Regions from separate parts of the Rattus norvegicus genome. Here region 1 is linked to region 2. A link is a contact called in public Hi-C data. All regions are on one chromosome and are shown on one strand. Each heading gives the region's core, a stretch centred on a gene start, on an enhancer-like site or on the middle of the called end of the contact. The rest is flanking DNA. Distances are from core to core; before and after follow the strand shown. Region 1 overlaps LOC120098211 (a long non-coding RNA gene). Region 2 has its middle 150 kb from the start of Zfp608.

Evidence for each region. Hi-C and Micro-C count contacts between places; a contact is called where the count stands out from the background.
Region 1: a Hi-C map of the A7r5 cell line shows a contact between it and region 2, with 2.5 times the contacts expected there. The contact joins two enhancer-like sites.

What each region holds. Positions count from the first base shown.
Region 1 is chr18:50,877,062-50,881,256 of GRCr8, forward strand. The region is part of intron 1 of LOC120098211 (a long non-coding RNA gene); the gene reads right to left. Among named protein-coding and RNA genes, the nearest start is that of Zfp608, 270 kb to the left of the region's middle. Within about 2 kb of position 2,905, at least 11 of the 93 cell types and tissues checked have an H3K27ac peak or open chromatin away from gene starts, as enhancers often do. A contact at or near this core is called in the A7r5 cell line, where this site is marked.
Region 2 is chr18:50,755,011-50,759,481 of GRCr8, forward strand. No RefSeq gene overlaps it. Among named protein-coding and RNA genes, the nearest start is that of Zfp608, 150 kb to the left of the region's middle. Within about 2 kb of position 2,076, at least 60 of the 93 cell types and tissues checked have an H3K27ac peak or open chromatin away from gene starts, as enhancers often do. A contact at or near this core is called in the A7r5 cell line, where this site is marked.

The sequences.
Region 1 (4,195 bases), core at 1,655-4,154, 120 kb after region 2:
TTGTTGAAGGCTGCACATTGTTTCTTGGAATCTCTCAAGTTGGGGTTCTGTTGACTGAATTCCCTGATGTCAACTTTGGGAACTAGTAAAACGATCTGGAGACTAGAGTAGATTCAAGTTCATCCTCCTCTTGGCTTCAGTCTCAGACTATGATGACAACTGTTGGCCATTCCTTTTGCTTGATCTCAGGCTATCCCAAAGCCTCCCCACCCCCTTAGTTTTTCCTCCTGTGCTGTTTAGGAGCAGTAACCTACCCTTACATTTTACCAATCATTTCTGAAAGTGTGTTAGAATGGACATGAGTGTTCCCTGAGACGTTCTGATGGAAGAAAACTTAGCCTAGTCAAGGCGAGGCTTCCAGGGGTATGGGTTTAACTCCAATACTGAAAGGCACTTTCTTAACAGTGTAATGGTGTTTTGGAGAGAAGGGGTAGGGAGCAAAAGACATAGAGACGGAGGGAAGAGAGAGAATGTTTCCTAAATGTAATATACCATGGAATTACTCTACTTAGGATGACATCTATCTATATCTGTCTATCTACCTATCTGTCATCTATCATCTGCCTTTCTTTCTTCTTTCTTTCTTTCTTTCTTTCTTTCTTTCTTTCTTTCTTTCTTTCTTTCTTTCTTTTTCTCTTTCTTTCTTTCTTTCTATTTATCTATCATCTACCATCTATTCATCATCTATCAAGAAATCCAAATTGGTTCTTAGAAATATGAAGGGATGCTTTACTAGCAGAATGAAAAAATATTGACTCTTGGTAAATTTCCAGAAAGCCAACAGGCTTATATTTGACAGCATTTTCAATCCCCGTTTTGACATTCCTTTAGCTTGCTCTATTGTTGTTAGCTCTATTCCTTGAGTTAATATTTATTGAATATGCTGTAGGCTCTGTGTTTCAGTGTCAGACATGCCATGCTTTTGATGCAGGGAAGGGGGGCTGTGGGGACTCATCAGTCACACAGACAAATCACAGTGGCCCCGTGTTTCACATACCCTGGTGCTTGATGTAAGATACTGTGGGAGCATGTGGGCAGTTTCATTCTCATTAACCACATTGCTCATAAGTCATTTGGGGTTCTTAGGACTCGAGGCAGTTTCTCTTACCTTTCTTCCCTCTGTGCAGCCTAAAATAGTGCCAGGGACAGTGAGTACCAACATGTCTCTGTGTGTTGAATGATGGTGAATCTAACCTGCATCTCACATGTGCACATCAGATGATCTCTCCTTGAGCCTGAAGACTTTCTGTAGCAGTGTTCTAGAAAGTACACATTCTTGACTTTGTGATCTGGTGCATGTCCAGGTAACTCTCTCATATTACTTTCTTCCTTCGGTTAATGAAGAGCCCTTGGATGGAAACTCAGTGAATTTTATTGCAGTTTGTGAAGTACCAAGTCTTGGAAGAACAAAATACTGTGTGACCACTTGCCAGAATTTCCTGTGTGATAACCAAACCAGACACCGCCAAACAAGGCCTCTGGCACATGGATTCCTCTGGCAGTATGGGGGTGTACATAGCTTTTGTAAGCAAGGGGACTTCCAGATTGGGAAGAGAATAAAAATTATCTAATCTCATCAGGAAAAATTACTCCCAGCTAAGAGGGTCTTTTCTCCAGCTGTGGTCACATAGGAAGTTCACAAATAGTCTGCTTATTGGCTTCTCTGACTCCTGGTATCTATCTGGGCAATTGGAGTGGGGGTGGGGGTAGAGCTGTTCAGCCCTTGACAGTGTCACAGTTTAAAGTTAGATCAGACCATGTCCCTCTCCTGGTCTAAGAGCCTGAGTGACTTTTGTTCCCAGTATGCAAAGCAATTTGTTATGCCAAATCTTAGAAGCAGGGCAGTGAATTTTACTCTAGATGAAAGGGATTGTCTTAAGTGAGTAGCAAGTAGAAGCAACCTGATCCCCACCTTGCATTAAATAAAGCTTTCTCTTTTGACAAAAACCCAAGGAGTTCTGAATTTGTTTTCATGATTTGCTCCACAAAACAAGTTATTGATATGGTCTAATTTCTGGGAAAAACAAAATTTCCAGGATCCTTTTGTCTCATCCTTTTTAGCCTCCTGATTTATCTCTGGTTACTTTACTTTTTTTCTTCTCTCTCTCTCTCTCCCCTCTCCCTCCCCTCCCCTCCCCTCCCCTCCCCTCCCCCTCTCCCATCCTCTCCCTCCCTCCCATCCTCTCCCTCCCTCCCCTTCTCTCCCTCCCTCTTCTTGAGACAGTCTTTTTCTGTAGTCAGGCTATCTTGGAGCTAACTCTGTAGACCTGGGTAGCCTTGAACTCCGAGATCCATCTGCTTTTGTCTCCAGAGTATTGGGATTAAATGCATGCACATCACTGCCAGTCAATTCACATGACAATACTTGTCATTTCTTTTGGCCATCTATAGCATGTTGCCAGGAAATATTGTAATGCAGTTTCATAGTAAGCTTGCAAGAAAAGATAAGGGTATGACAAAACCAGTACTCAACACAGGAGGAAAAAAATAGAGATGTCAGTTCCATGTGAGCTCTGCGAATGTCACCTCTAGAGCCAAGAAAAACTCCAGTCTAACTTTTATCTCAGATTTCATCGTCTTTTCCTCAGCATCCTTCACTGTGTTTACTGGTTGAGCTCTATCCAAACATGTGATGCTCACAGTTGGCATGTTAGGGATACTCGAGTATACGTACCTAAGGTAATGAAATAATCACTCAGAAGGACTGACCCAAATAGGCACGGCCCTCCGCTGTCTGAGCAGCAGGTGAGAATGTGGGCGTCAAGCCTAGAATGTGTCTCCTCTCAGGCAGATGGACAGGAATCTCTCTGGAGACTGGCCAGGAGGCCAGAAGGTTTCCCACAGGGGCAAGGGACTGCCAGGAGAAAGCCACAGTGATTCTATTTTAGGCTTAAAGTGCATTATAGCCACAGCAGGGGTGTGGAGCCCTGTACTTGGTGCTGACACCTAATCCCACACATGAGCTTCTAATGCAGACAGATGATGTCTTGCTGTGAAGGGTGACTCCAAAGCTTCCTAGTTTCAGCTTTCGGTCAAGCCTCACTATAAACTAGTCAGCAGAGCCTGTGGGATGACAGATGCCTGCGGATCTTTGCTGATGACAGTGGATGGATAATTAATTTGGGCATAAGTCATGCTTGAATTATTCTGCCAGGACATGCTAAGATTTTTCCCCTGACTGATTGTGGTAGAGAGACTGTTAATTTTCTTACCAATGTGCTTCCCCAGTCATAGAACCCTGACTTTGCAGAGGAGGGCCAGGGGACAACTACAACACCAGTTCCTATACTGTTGCCCCATGTTAGGAGTGGCTTTGTAGGTACATGATGGTTGGAAAGGGTTAGTAGAAATAAAGAGTTATGTTCAGGACTTTTATTTTAAAAAGAGAATTGACTTGGCCTCCTTTTCTGCTGTATGGGATTTAGACGTGATGTCTGGATTTTAGAAGCCAACTTGTGACCTTGGCAGAAGAGTGATATCCTGGAATTGGGGTGGAGATGACAGGAAGGAGCTGACGTCATCAAAAATCACAGTGGAGCTTGCTGACAACGCTGGGCAATTGACCGCTACACTTACTTTAATTGTAGGAGAAATACTGTTATCTTACGTAAGGCCCTAGTGTCTGGGTGCTTTGCTATAATGCAGTTGAAACCTCACCTTCAGTGTTAAGTGGATAAGTACCTGGGGAGGAGAGACTTGACCTACAAATGGGTGAAAATGCAGTTCAAAAATGCTTTTAAATGTACAAAAGAATAAGTAATTTCATGGAGTCTAATAAAATAGTTATTGGGCGATATTTTCCTCTGTGGTTCCCTTAATCCATCTGTTCTACCTGTTGGCCTCGCTACCTAAGTAAGTATCACTATCTACAAAGAGACCAAGGCCAGAGAAATAAAGAGTCATGTTCTTGTCTTCTGAAAGTATGTATGTAACTTATGCAAGCATAGAGATGGCTACTTTTTTATAGAGCATAAAATTTATTACTGTTTTTATTGTCAAAATTTATGCTTTCATAATCTTGGTCTTTCCTTCTTGCCTTTGTACAGTGTCCAAAGATACTTGCGGGCTTCTTTCACAACCTTAAAGCAGACTCCGGGCAATCACCTATAGCATGACCTTTGTGAACAAATCCAGCAGTCAGAACTTCATGAGTCTCCATAGTCAAATTCAAGCAACCATCACTGGGCATAAACAC
Region 2 (4,471 bases), core at 826-3,325:
ATTCTACAAAAGAGATGTACAATATCACTCTCCATTTGAGGAAATACATTCAGAAAAGACAGTCTCTTGCTCTCATGAGTAAAGGAGAAACTAATTCAGCATCTTCCAACAGAGTGCTAAAAGAATGCTCAGCAAGACTGTGTTTAGAGAGCTCCATTGATTAGCGGGGCAGGCAAATGTGGAGAATCTTCTACATTAGGAAGAAGCTATTTTGGGAATGTGAACCAATCAATCAGTATATTTAGCCCCTCCCGCCCTGCCACCACCACACACACTCAGAGTTTTCATACATAAAAAAATACTTTGGGGTGAGGGCTACCGGGACCCTTCTTTTGTTTCAGCCAACTATGGTTGGCTTTGTGTTCAAGTAAGGGGACAGCTGCCCAAACGACAGAATGTAGCCTGGTTTGACATGGCAGAAAGGGGGGAAAGATGCGTGTAGATGGTGAAGACTGGTCTTATGGAATGGGAATTGATCCGCCTCAGAGAAAGCCAGAGGATCATCCCTTCTGTTTCCTGGCCAACCGTGGACTAGCTCTTCAGAGCGCCTTGGGTCCTTAGAATAGTAATTGTTCAGATTTTTGGTTACCACAGGAGATTATTCCTTAAAGCCTGATGCATTGTTTTCGCCTTAAATGACGACTTCTAAGAAGTTGGTATGAGCAACTTTTTTTTTTTTCCTTCAAAGCAAAGCTAATGCTTGGACCTCAGCGGGAAAGTGACTTTAATTAATTCGAGAAGACCTTTCCATTGAGAAGCAAAGCACCGCCCTAGGCGCCTTAGTCCCTTTCCCCTCTGCTCTTCAGGAGGTGTAAAAGTTGCCTACATTCTCGACAGTGAGTGTGGTTTTTAAGCAAAGAAGAACAAAACAAACAAGGGAGCAGAGAGAGAGAGAGAGAGAGAGAGAGAGAGAGAGAGAGAGAGAGAGAGAGAGTCGTGTTTGCAGTCTATTAACCTTTGTAGTATAACAATATCTAAGCCAGAATAGGGAATCTTCCATCACAATAAAATGTGACTAAAGACCTCATCAATACTCATTTAGCAAATGCTTCGCAGTACACCATCATTTTCAAATACTTAGGACTTTCATTATTTCTTATTTCAGTGACCATGTTACCAAAAAAAAATTAAGAGCAATGGGATTAGGTTTGCCATTTGTCATTTGTTGGGACTAGAAGTCTGCTCGGACACGTGTGCACTCATACCCAGCGCTTAATGTTTTCAGTAATTATATAGATCATGCAGGGTCTGTTGATTGGTGGGAGAAAAAAAATCTTTATTAACTGCTCAGAAATAGTTAATTCTTCATTAGTCCGAGCCCTACATTAGAGGCTGCTGCCGTGAACCACGGATTAGAGTTTATGATAGTAATAACCTTTCTGAAAAAACATTCGTTACTATACTTAATGACCAGATTTTAGTGCATTAACCTTCCCGGGGAGGTCAACTAACAAAATGGATGTTAACTGCTTGTAACAACCAATTCCTCTGAAATTAATATTTAGATGCCTTTGGTGTCAAAAAACCTTCCTTCCATATCAGGGCATTAAAAAACACTTCTGAATTATTAATAGCAAGCAGAATGCAATGCCTGAAAGATTTCCATTCCAGGGCTCTTTTACCTCAGCCTCTTCCTATTGAGAGAGCTTTGCTGCAGGAAGAAGGGAGGCATTCAGGGAAATGAGGTCTCAAAAATGCATGTGGGTCAACAGTGCGGGGCAGTTTGGAAAAGGTCACGCTTTAAGTTCAACAGAAATAAACATAATACGAGTGTGAAAGGCAGCAGAGAGCACTCTGGGAGCCTGGCAGAGACAAACTCCCCGCTAGGCCCCAGGCTTCACAGCGACAGCCCTATCACCACCTGTCAGGAGCTCCTTAACGACATTTTTGCATCTCCCCTTCTGCAACTGACCTCCTGACTGGGCTCCCCGCCCCTCCCCCTCCTTCAATTGGAAACAAACCACATTTGTGTCAAAACAACTTCTGAACTATTTCCTTCCCAAGCAACCCCAGAATATAAAACATGTTCTGAATAGCTGCCCCAGTCCCTGGAGGAATTTTATGATTTCGTTACTGCCGCACAGCATGTTCGGCTGCTTGGCCGAGGTAGCCTTGAGTCCCTGCCAAACAATGAAGCAACACTATTATTAGCCTTCCCATTCAACAGCGACAAAACAGCCCATGTTTCTATTTTCAGACGGCTTTCTTCTGGTGCAATAGATATGCAGAAACCCGAACCTCAGGCCAGGACTCGACCGGCAGGACTAGGCAGTTATCTATTGCCAAAACACGGTGGCCCGAAGGGGAAAATGTTTTAATGGAAGTATTTTTAGGCAGAGGTCAAATGCAGATAAGCTGTCACAGCTCTGCCTGCCAAAAACCTTGGCTGGTTTATCCTAATTCTGTTGAGGTTGGGTTAAGCACCCCTGACGTGTCTACCACGAGAAATCTGCAACGTTTGATGATTTTATTAGACCTCAATGCCGTTATATGTGGGACTCGATCATTGAACCAGCCCCAACTTGGTTGGAGAGCAGGACCTGTAAAAAAATCATGCAATGGGGGTCTAGAGAGAGGCTCAGGAGTTCAGAGCACTGGATGCTCTTCCCGAAGAGTTCCGATCCCAGCTCCCATGTCCAGGACCCCGTAACTTCAGCTTCGAGGAATCTTACTCGTCCTGGGCCTCTGCACCTGCGTGCTCATGTACCCTGCCTCCTTGCACTTAATAGAATCTTACAAAAAATGCATTCATAAAAAGGCTTTAGCCTTCTGATATTCTCAGAGACAAGCCACCAGTTATGAATCCAGAAAGGCCGGAAGATAAATAAATATTCTACGTTGGTGTTTTTCTAGTGGCTACTTACGAAATACTAAAAATCCCGTGTAGACAGAGATCATTACAATATTGGGTCTGCTTTCATTAGTAAATAAGATTTTCCAGTTGATCATTTATCGGAGGCAAATTCTGTGTAAAAGTGATTTTACTTTAGCTAGGTTTTTTTTATTGCTATGGGAACAGTTATGGCTGCACCACCATGCGTCCATTATTATTCTTAGAGTAGCTGGGTTTTCTCTTGTGTGCAGTGTTGGAAGAAATGAAGATTTACAAATGAGAAACAGAGACTCCTTTCACAGTGTGGGAGATTTCACATATTTAACTTCAGAATCTCATTTAATGATCCATCTCTCTTTTTTAAGGATAATGTTTCTAAGACAAAGTGTTACTGTTTTAAACTCCGCTTTGGAGAACTTTCCATACTTCTTCCTGAATCAGTCTACAGAACACATAGATTTCCAGTATTCTTGTGAACCATTTTGAAATCTGCTATATGGATATTTTTAAGCAATATTCTTCTCTCTGGACTTTTTTTTTTTTTCAATTACACTGCAACAAACATGCCTTATATAACGCTAGCCAAACTGTGTAGGAAAAATTGTGAGACAAGATTTATAAAGAAGATTAATTGTTTTTCCAAAAGGTGTCTGCAATTTGCAACTCCCCTTGAAGGTGTATTTGAATGTTCAGTTCTCATTTTCTTAATGACAGACACAGATGTTTTGTTTTAACCACTGAATATCTACAAATAAATGTTGTATTAGTTGCCTATTTTTGATTAATAATGAACTATTATTTCCCTTGTTTATTGAGCACTTAGCATCACTCATGAATAAGTGGATTTAGTCACTTATTTTAGAATAAAGTGTTTAATTTCTGCATATATATATGTATATATATTTAAATAGCCAGGTCTGGTAGTGTATTCCTGTAATCTCAGCTCCCATGGGGCTGGCTGACACGGGAAGAAGATTTTGACCTCAAAGCTGACCTGGCTCACAGCATAAAACCTTATCTCAAAAAACTGAAAATCACAAAAGAGGACCAACAGGAACAATTCATAAATTGAAAGGGGCGGGGGGGGGGGGAGGCAACACTGCTTTTGTTTTTCAGATATCTTTCCCTAGGGAAACAAAAAAAAAATGACTTTGACCAAGAGTGCTGAGAGAAAGATCTCTCCCCAAATATAAAACTGAAATATGATTTGTTGATATTCCCTCTCCCTCCATCCCTATTCTTTACAGAAATATCAGTGATAGGCTGCTTGGAGCAGCGTTAAGAAATAAAATACAGTTATTGCCTTGTCTGCTTTATCTCCAAAGTGATAGGAGTTCTGGAAGCTATTTAACTGTCCTGTGAATCATTAACTTTATAATGTTTTGAGAAGAATATGTTATTTCCTCCGCTTCTTGTGAATATGGATCCTCTGTTGGCCGAGAGGGACACAGGTGTTGTACCTGCATGACGGGTAGAGTTTAAATCAGGATTTGAGTGCTGTGGACTTAATGAACTTTCACGCACCATCCCCTGAAAAGCCTTTTATGGTCTCTGTTGGCTCCATATGGTATTCTGAGGAGCTTACACTTCTCTTTAAGTGCTTCTATATCAGACAACAAGAGCAAAGCTGAAACAAAG